Linked DNA regions of Mus musculus: region 2 is linked to region 1. A link is a contact called in public Hi-C data. All regions are on one chromosome and are shown on one strand. The core of a region is the stretch at or near the end of the contact, and the rest is flanking DNA. Distances in the headings are between cores, read along the strand shown. Region 1 overlaps Tll2 (tolloid-like 2). Region 2 overlaps Slit1 (slit guidance ligand 1).

What was found. A called contact is a pair of places that touch in the nucleus more often than the background predicts.
Region 2: a contact with region 1 is called in a Hi-C map of B cells, with 1.7 times the contacts expected there. The contact joins two enhancer-like sites. A contact is called at or near these places in 1 of 15 datasets of contacts at CTCF or cohesin (large pre-B cells), 7 of 484 Hi-C or Micro-C datasets (B cells, the N1E-115 cell line, bone marrow-derived macrophages and 3 more), 2 of 115 datasets of contacts at active chromatin or transcription factors (astrocytes and embryonic basal ganglia) and 1 of 9 other capture datasets (embryonic stem cells).

What each region holds. Positions count from the first base shown.
Region 1 is chr19:41,103,216-41,107,820 of GRCm38.p6, reverse strand. It overlaps Tll2 (tolloid-like 2), which reads left to right. Exons shown (of 21, transcript NM_011904.4): 11 at 2,053-2,169; 12 at 2,770-2,915; 13 at 3,946-4,141. Among named protein-coding and RNA genes, the nearest start is that of Opalin, 28 kb to the right of the region's middle. Within about 2 kb of position 3,185, at least 6 of the 459 cell types and tissues checked have an H3K27ac peak or open chromatin away from gene starts, as enhancers often do. A contact at or near this core is called in B cells, where this site is marked.
Region 2 is chr19:41,645,283-41,650,198 of GRCm38.p6, reverse strand. Slit1 (slit guidance ligand 1) reads left to right here. Exons shown (of 37, transcript NM_015748.3): 9 at 640-787; 10 at 1,143-1,214; 11 at 1,612-1,683; 12 at 3,160-3,231; 13 at 4,040-4,183. Among named protein-coding and RNA genes, the nearest start is that of Gm34116, 43 kb to the left of the region's middle. Within about 2 kb of position 3,043, at least 24 of the 459 cell types and tissues checked have an H3K27ac peak or open chromatin away from gene starts, as enhancers often do. A contact at or near this core is called in B cells, where this site is marked.

The DNA of each region.
Region 1 (4,605 bases), core at 1,936-4,435:
TCCTCTTATTGAGTTAGGTCCGTAGGTAATAAAATATAGACCTCCCCCCTCTCGCTTGGAATCAGTTCTCAGTGGCTGTAGCAGCTGGGATTTAAAAGGATATGCAGACTGGAAACCTGAGCTAGGCGAAGGAGTCCCGCTTAGGGCTGTTGTGGTCTGACTGCACAGTGCTCCCTCTTGCAAAAAGGTGATGCTCCCCCCTCCCCAATGCTTACTAGTTGTTTACTAAACACTCATCACAGCTATCAGCCATACCATAGATGCCGTTCTCAAATTGTATAGGCCTCCAATCTGTTTTTTTTTCCTTTGAGCGTATGAGTGCATTTGTGTGCTGTGTGTGCATGGGTGGCCATGTATTTGGGAGCATGTATGCACATGCTGTATGTGTATGCAGGTAGGACCCCCACTGGGCGTCGTTCTTCAGATACCACCCACCGTCAGGCTGGCGAGCCAGTGAGGCTCCGCCTCTCTAGTGTGAGAACTGTAAGAACACGCCGCCCAGCTGTCTGATCTCACTTCTGGGGCACAAATTTAAGTCCGCGTGCTTACACAGAGGCGTCTCCCCAACTCTTCCAGTGTACTTTTCTTTCTCAAAGTCTCGACAGTCATTTTATTGCACTAAATAGGAAGACCTCTAAATCCAAAGGGCTAGAGAGAGCCAGAACCAGGAGGAAGCAGAACTGACTGGCAGCCCTCAACCCCGTTTTCCCTCGAAGAGTATAAGCCAGCGCTGACCATCTGGAAAAGGCCACAGTGTCACCAGTCCTTCCCCAGCCTAGTGACTTTCTACTTTTCTCAGAAGAATAAGACATAATTATGGTGTCTAGTGCCTCGACCAGGGCTTCCCACCCACTCATGGTTAAAGTCCCTGCCTTTGTAAACACTGGAAGCCAGTTACAGTGGCACGAGCTTATAATTTCAGTGCTGGAGAGGCTGAGGCAGGAGGATCCAGCAAGTTTGAGGCCAGCCTGGGCTACTTAGTGACAATAATGCCAGCCTGGGCTACAGAGTGAGACCCTGGGCTTAAGCTGTAGCTCAGTGCCTGTTGCTTCCTTATTGTCTCAACTCGAGGCAGCTCAAGTGACACCCAAGTCCACGTGGACCTTCCTCCAAGCTGGTGAGACACTCTATGGCTACTCAAGGCCTGTGAACTGTGGGAAAGTCACCTCCATACTTGCTCAGGAGTTGGTAGTCATGCTTACATGTCACCTTAGGCTTGGCATGGGGAACTCTGCATGGCTGTGTCATGGGCAAAGGTCTGGACAAGCCACATAGACAATTCCATACTGGGCCCAGAAAGAACAGGGGTCTCTTGGATCTTGTTACCCTGCTGGGCTCTGTCCAGGGGCTGGGGACACTACTTCCTGTTCTCCCAGATCTTTAAGTCTACTTGTGGTCTTCATCATCCTGCCCGAGCCATAGTCTTAGCTTGGAGGAAGAGGATGTGTAGAATTAGACCTTAAAGGGCTCCATTGTATCCTGCAAAGTTCTTCATCCCAGTCTCTCTCTCTCTCTCTTCCCTTCTGGGTCTATCTGCACCATCTGGGAAGCCCACTGTTCTTCGACCCTGAAGCTTCAGTATTACATCTGGCCTTGAATTAATTCAAATGCAAGGAAGCTTTGGTTTCCTGGTCTCTGGCCCTACTTCCTGAGGCAAGGATAACAGAGGGTCCAGTGCCTCAAGGGAAGGGTGTGGTGTCTTCAGAATTATCAGGCAAAGCAAGCAAATAAAACAAAACAAACAAATAAACAAACGTCACCGATAGCTCAGCATCATCTCTCTACCGCTGGGACTCCCACAAAATATGCCACAGGACCCACGTGTGGCAGGGAAGGTACCTGCCCTCTGTGTTGTACTTCGAGTGCCTGGAATCCACACTTGTCCTTCATGGACTCACAGATAGACCATTCTTGAGCCCATATTTGCTCCTCTGTGGAGTGGCGGGGTCAGCTGCCACTCTGAGGGTCATTGCCTACTTCCTATCTTTCCTTCAGGCTGTGGTAAGGTGAGCCCAATGTCCACAGTGTCCTGACTGTCCTTTCTCTTTCCAGGGAGGTTCTGTGGCGATAAGATACCTGAGTCCCTTGTCTCCTCGGACAGCCGGCTCTGGGTGGAATTCCGTAGCAGCAGCAGCAGCCTGGGCAAAGGCTTCTTTGCTGTATATGAAGGTTTGTTCTTGATAAAGCAGTCAGGCAGGTGGCCACTGGCAAGCATCTGTCCTTTAGCGCAGCCTGCTTCCTTCCCTGGAAGGCAAAGGCCATGTGTGCTAAACTCTGTCACTGTCACAAGCTCAGTGAGCTCTCCGCTCAATCCAGCTGGGGTATCAGGCATCAGGGTAGAGAGTCCTGTAGAGATGGCAGTGGCCTCTGGACACCTGAATGAGCGTAAGCAGGGGGCCTGACATCTCTGGATTCTTGCTTCATCAGAAAATAGAAAACGTGGTGCTACGCAGACGTTCCGTTCCATGTAAGAGAAAGGCTGTGAAATCACCCTGGGGCAGCTTCTGCGTGTCTTAATCCTCCCGGCTCAGAAAGGAACTGAACTGGAAACATAGCAAAGCCCACTTTGCCTTGAATCACTGAAAATTTGGACAATCCAGATTTTCTCTGCGTAGCTACACGGTTATCCAGAGTTAAAAACTCAACTCTCTCAAGGCCCGGGTTGTTAAACCCAGAGGCAAATGCTGGCTCTTGGAGCCACCTTGTGGCAATAAGTAGCCATTCACCTGTGTTTGGAAGACCCTTTCTTGTCTTGTGTTCTCTCTAAAGCCATGTGTGGGGGAGACATAACCAAAGATGCAGGCCAGATTCAGTCTCCCAACTACCCTGACGACTACAGACCTTCCAAGGAATGTGTGTGGAGGATCACAGTGCCCGACGGGTTCCATGTGGGACTTACCTTCCAGTCCTTCGAGGTGAGCGCTGCTAGGATGCTTTCCCCCGGTGTCTATAAAGACAGGGTCTTATAGTAACCCCAGCACTCAGGAGGGCGAGGCAGGAGGAAAGTGAGTTTTAGGCCAGATTGGACCAACCAAAAAACAAACGGAAGTGACTGGGGGTGGGGCCTGGGGAAGATGGCTCAGTGGGTGAAGTGTTTCCTTGTCTTGCTGGCACAAGGGCCTGAGTTTGACCCCAAGTACCCATAAAGCCCCATGTATACTTGTAACCTCAGGGTTGAGAGGCCATGCAGGCAACCCCAGGGGCTTGCTGGCAGCCAGCCTAGCCTAACTGGTGTGCTCTGGGGAAGTGAGAAAGCCTGTCTCAAAAAACAAAATAGTGTCTTCTGAGGTTTGTTTACCTCTGACCTACAGAGAGAGGTCGGGGGAGAGAGAGATGCATACACACATAGACACACAGAGAGATACAAATAGACACAGACAGATACACATAGACACACATAGACAGACACATACACAGAGCCATACACATAGACACAGATACGCTGACACACACACAGAGACACATATACTCAGATACATACATACAGAGACTCACACACACACACACACAGATACACATAGACACACAGACACACACACAGAGCCATACACATAGACACAGACACACAGACACACAGAGACATATACTCAGATACATACATACAGAGACTCTCTCTCTCTCTCTTCTCTCTCTCTCTCTCTCTCTCACACACACACACACACACACACACACACACACACACACACACACACAAAGAGATGACTTTCCACTTTTGGTTAAGAACAGGAAGCCAAAAGTCCATTTCAAGCCCATCTTCCTTGTTTCTCTTAGAGCCTCCTCAGCCTGATTCATCTTGACTTTTACAACAGAGACAGACTGGACAAGCTGGGTATGAACTCAACCTGCTTAGATTTGAGGGAGATGGTTAGGTTTTGATTCTGAGTTAAAAATCCTTGAAGCCAAGCCAGCCAGTGTCCCCAACGTGGCCCCCGTCTTTCTCTTTAGATCGAAAGGCATGACAGTTGTGCATATGACTATCTGGAAATCCGAGACGGTCCCACAGAGGACAGCACCCTGATTGGCCACTTCTGTGGCTACGAGAAGCCGGAGGCCGTGAAATCCAGCGCTAACCGACTGTGGGTGAAGTTTGTGTCCGACGGCTCCATCAATAAAGCGGGCTTTGCAGCCAATTTCTTCAAGGGTATGGCTTAGCGGTCTGTTCCTGTGTTTATTCAATGGAAGAACTATTGCTTTCCCCGGTGTAAGAATTCCAAAACCTGTATGAGACCTTAGCAGCAAGCAAAGCTCCTGCAGGGAGGAGGCTGTTCATCTTGAACTGCTGATAGAGCCCTCCCTGTGGGGCTCGTCCCTGTGAGAATCAGGCTCCAGTCGGCTTCTGCAAAGAAGCTATTGGTGATTCTTTCGAAGGGTGGGTGTGTGCGTGCATGCGCACGTATGCGAATGTGCATGTGAAGGCCTGAGGGTGACCTTAGGAGTCTCTCTCAAACACTTTCTACCTTATCTATTGACACAAGGTCTCTCATTTTGGCTAACCTAGCTAAGTCAGGTTGCTTCAAGGCTCCTTCTGATGTTAGAATTACAATCAGCCTGCCATGCACACCTGGCATTTATGTGGGTGCTGGGGATTTGAACTCAGGTCCTCAG
Region 2 (4,916 bases), core at 1,794-4,293, 540 kb before region 1:
TGAACTTCACAAACAAGAGTCAGGATCTTAGGTGCTGCATCTCAAGAGTAGCAACGACTTTCGACTTTCTGGAAGAGGCTAGGGGGGGCCTTTCTGGGGCTAAAAGTGCATCTGGGTAGTATATCAATCAGCTGAGCATTTAAAAGGGTGAGTTTCGTGTAAGTTACTATATACCTGTGTTTAAAAGCATGGGTTCTGACATCACACAGTGGACATGGCCCCGGTTTTGATACTTAGTCATTGAGCCATGTCAATTTCTACCAGGGAATGGATGCTAGAAGGATCCTTCAATGGTGGTACAGGAGGGTTCATGTGAGACTTGTGTGGAGCAGAGCTCAATAAACAGCTTCCATGGATAGAGGATCCTGTATCCGGAAGGCTGGGTGATTTGAGCTTCAGAACTCTAGAATAGAATTTTCCAGCTGATCTTGAATCAGCTTCGAGAGCCGTCAGCTCTGTCCTTGTAGTTGCATGGACCCCAGACATTCAGTGTGTTCTCTTGTTCTTGCACCCCTGGGGAGCTCCTATGAGTGAGCCTCCTCCACAGACTGCCACCTGTGCTCTCCCAGCTGCCGATCTGGAGAGGGGAGGGGAGCGGCAATGTGAGGCTCTCTGACATCACACCTCCTGTCTCTGCAGGCCAGGGGGAGGCTGCGGGAGCACCTGCCTGCACCCTCTCGTCCGGTTCCTGCCCAGCCATGTGCAGCTGTAGCAGCGGCATCGTGGACTGCCGTGGCAAGGGCCTCACTGCCATCCCTGCTAACCTTCCAGAGACCATGACAGAGATGTGAGTGCAGGGCTAAGCAGGCTGTTCTGTCCGCCAATGGGAAGTAGCACCCCAGCTTTCCCAGGTTTCTCGAGCTCCCTGTACAAGGCTGGAAAGCTCCCAAGCACGAAGGAGAGGGTATCCCTTCAAGGTCCACACCCAACCCAGTCGGCTGGGGCTGCCAGCGTGGGTTTCTTACTGTAGCATCACCATGGGGTCCCTTCAGCCACAGAAAGCTGGGATTTGGGGGCTCAAATCACAGCATGTGTCCATCTCCTTAACAAACATTGGCCCCACAGGGGAAGGGGTTTCTGGGACCAGTAGTTGGTTGCTAAGGGTGACCCTCAGTCTTCTCACAATCTTCCTCTCCCTGCAGCCGCCTGGAGTTGAACGGTATCAAATCCATCCCACCCGGAGCCTTCTCTCCCTACAGAAAGCTGCGCAGGATGTGAGTGCGGGCCTTTCCTGGCAGTCTCCAGCTATCAGGAGGAAGAGTCTGGGGCCAGACCTGTCTCACAACCTAGGCTCAGACCTTGACTCAGACCCGGCCTGGCCTTCCTGCATCTGGGGCTGTTGTCTGGGATATGGGGTGGCAGAGTATCTGTGAGGCCCTGGGAACCAAGTTCAAGCCTGGCTCATGTTCGAAGCTGCTTGTCACTTTATCGTGACAATGGAAGGCCAGTGAAAAGGCCTTAGAGCCCTGGGATGGAGAAAAAGTAGCCTGTGGGTGTTTGCCTGAGTGGGCAGCTGGCCTTTTTAGTTTTTAAGAGCCTCCCTCCCCCATGTGGTTGGGAGACCAGGTTTGCAGCCTTGGGGCAGCCATCTTCTCTCTGCTCCCCTTGCAGAGACCTGAGCAACAACCAGATTGCAGAGATTGCACCCGACGCCTTCCAAGGCCTGCGCTCCTTGAATTCCCTGTGAGTAGAACGCCCAAGTCTGGTGGGCTTTGTAGCAGGCCAAGCTCCTGATGGTTCAGAGCCCTGCGATGCTCTCAGGCACTGGGTAGCACAGACACACGATTGCACGGCCTAGCCGCCCCGGCAAGCAGAATGAACTGGACAGCTCACTGTTAGGGAAGACAGGAGGCTCCAGGCTCCCAGCTCCCAGCTCCCAGCTTCTATGCATGCCTTCTTGTGGAGGAGAGAGAGTCCAAGATGATAGGTACCGCCGGCTGTGGATGGTGCACATGAAGTTGTGCAGTGTGCAGCCCCCACAGCTGTGCATGACAGCCTGAGCACGCACTGGCACCGCGGAGATGATCAGACCTTGGGTAGCCTATAGGGGTTTCGTTTTGTTTTGTTTTTTCTCCTGTGAGATATGAATACAGTTACTTCTCATTGGATCTCATGTCAGTGTAGAAGAGACCAAAGGTCCATTTCAATGCATCCCTGTCACTCCTGGGGTCAAGGCCAGCTTTCAACTCTCTAGGAAACTGCATGCTGGGATCAAACACACGAATCTCATGTTGTCTGTTTCCACCATAGCCAGCCCTGGCCTCATCTTTCTGCCCAGGTTTCCCCTCTTCTCCATCTCTACCCTGCAGCTTCCAGCACAGCTGAGGGACAGGCATCTGACCACGTCTTGAGTCTGGCTGTCTTCCTGTAGGCTGCCATCTAGTTCCTCCCCCATTCAAGTCACCTTATGTGGTCCCCATGTGGTCCTTACCTCAGGAGGCCCATCTCCAGGAGGCAGGAACGTACCCTCCCCGTAGGCTAGATTTCTGCTAGATTTACCCCTGCTCTGCCGGCCTCTGGGAAGGCTCTCCAAGCCATATCTGAGGAGACGACGTGCAGGATTTTTCACTCTGACTGATTACACTAGGAGTGAAATGCACGCTCCTCACTGCGCGTGATTTCTTTATACTGTGTGCCCCCCCACCCCCCGCCCTCTCATTATACACAGGACTCATTCATGCTCAGTGCAGGAAACTTTGCAAATATCAAAGTGTAAAAATACACCACTTGCAATCCCACCACCTATCGCACGTGCTGTCTGCCGTTCTATTTTTTCCCCCACGTCTCTCTCAAAATATGTTCCTCCTTCCTGCCCAGAGAGACTGTTTCTCCTTTGGATCTGAGACCGAATTACTTTCTCGTGGGGTCCTTCTGAAGGGCATCTCTGCAGACTTCTGTGGGGTTCACTGGGGTTGGGAAGGGCAGAGGGGGTGAACACAGGAACAAAATTACACCCCCCAGTTGCAGAAATCTAACCTATGGGGAGGGAACGTTCCTGCCTCCTGGAGATGGGCCGCTTGAAGATTCATTACTGCCACCTGCTGGCAAGATGCTGTAGTAACCGTATTGGTGGAGAGGCTGCCTGTGGGTCTGCAGAGCCCTGCTGCGGTTTGGCAAAGATGCCTCCTCTGACTTCCCCTTCTGCTGTCTTTTCTCCAGGGTCCTCTATGGCAACAAGATTACAGACCTGCCCCGAGGTGTATTTGGAGGCCTGTACACACTCCAGCTGCTGTAAGGAACGATCTTAGGGTATCCTTAGGCCCACATCCCTCTGGCTTCCCAGAGACACTCCCACCCCACTCTGTTCTCTACCACAGCTTTCAGATGGTTTCTGTTGATAATTTTAGCTTGGGGTTGGTAGAAGCTAAGGGTCTGTTAATATAGCCCCAAATTGTGACCTTATAGTACTCAGGGTGTCAGAGCAGCTACTAAGGTGGGAACAATCCAAGAGAATTTGTCTCTAGATTGTCCATAGTCTAACTCTCCTCAATCATGAAGTCCTGGTCAGGCCACCAGCCTTGTAGAATCTTTAACATGGGGTGTGACTTTTTCTGAGAACTTCAGTTCACAACACACGTGGGGTACAAGACTCACCTGAGACAGGAACATGAAGAAAGGCTACGCAGTCACATGTGGAGATGGAGGCAGGCTCTCAGAGCTCTTTGCTGGACATCAGGACCCAGAGGTTCATGGGATGTCACCTGTGTTCTTTGGGGACAGGGCTGTCTCTTAGAGGGGTCCTCAGGTCAGCTCTGCCTCCTGGAGTCAAGAGAATTCAGGCCAGGAATCTAAACCTAGACAATACTATATTGAAACACCCCTGTGCGTGCATGGGGACCCTGTGGGATCCTGGACAGGAGGAACCTCTCTATCCCGATGCTATCCTGCAGTCAACTTGGAGACTCACCATGTGGACAAAGATGGAGAAGGCACTGTGGTGTGCCCTAAGGGCCCCAGTGTCCAGGACCAGGATGGTGCAGGGCGTGTGAAGGGTCAGGCCTTGCCCCTCTCTCACCTCCCAGCCTGGCTCTGCCTACAGGCTTCTAAATGCCAACAAGATCAACTGCATCCGGCCTGATGCCTTCCAGGACCTGCAGAACCTCTCTCTGCTCTCCCTGTATGACAACAAGATCCAGAGTCTCGCCAAGGGCACCTTCACCTCCCTACGGGCCATCCAGACACTGTGAGCTTCTCCTCTTCCTATTTCTCTCTCCCCGCCCAGCAGGTTGGCCTAGTGTGGGTACAACTTTGGGGTCTAAGTAGCAGCCTCTCCTCGACTGCTGTGTACAGTGAGGTGTCCTCCCACTAAGGAAAGATGTCTACAGACTCTTGAATGATCCTGGGTCACAGATCAGTGAAGACTCTCATTGACTGGGTGACCCTAGGACAAGTTAATTTGCTCCCCTGAGCCTTCCTCTTAACTCTCCATAAAACAAGGGCATCTTCATACAGTTGTTATGAGATTTACAGGTGTTTACAACATAAGCGCGCACAGAGATGTTGGCTAAACGCCAGCTTGAGTTTACTAATGGCAACGTTAACGGCGTCTCTGGATTCAAAGCCGTGTTTCCACATTAACAGCTCTGTGTTCTCAGGGATGGCATATCATTTAATCAGCAACACGTTCTTTTCTTAGAAGTTCATTAAGTAATAGTGCATCTGGAGAGTGGTAATGCTGAGTCTGATGGGAAACAGAGAAACCAGGAAGCACTGAATCTAGTCTCCGTCACTGTGGAGAGCTGTGCTCCCTTGCTGAGGGATGCAGTGCTCCCTTGCTGAGGGATGCAGTGCTCCCTTGCTGAGGGATGCAGTGCTCCCTTGCTGAGGGATGCAGTGCTCCCTTGCTGAGGGATGCAGTGCTCCCTTGCTGAGGGATGCAGTGCTCCCTTGCTGAGGGATGCAGTGCTCCCTTGCTG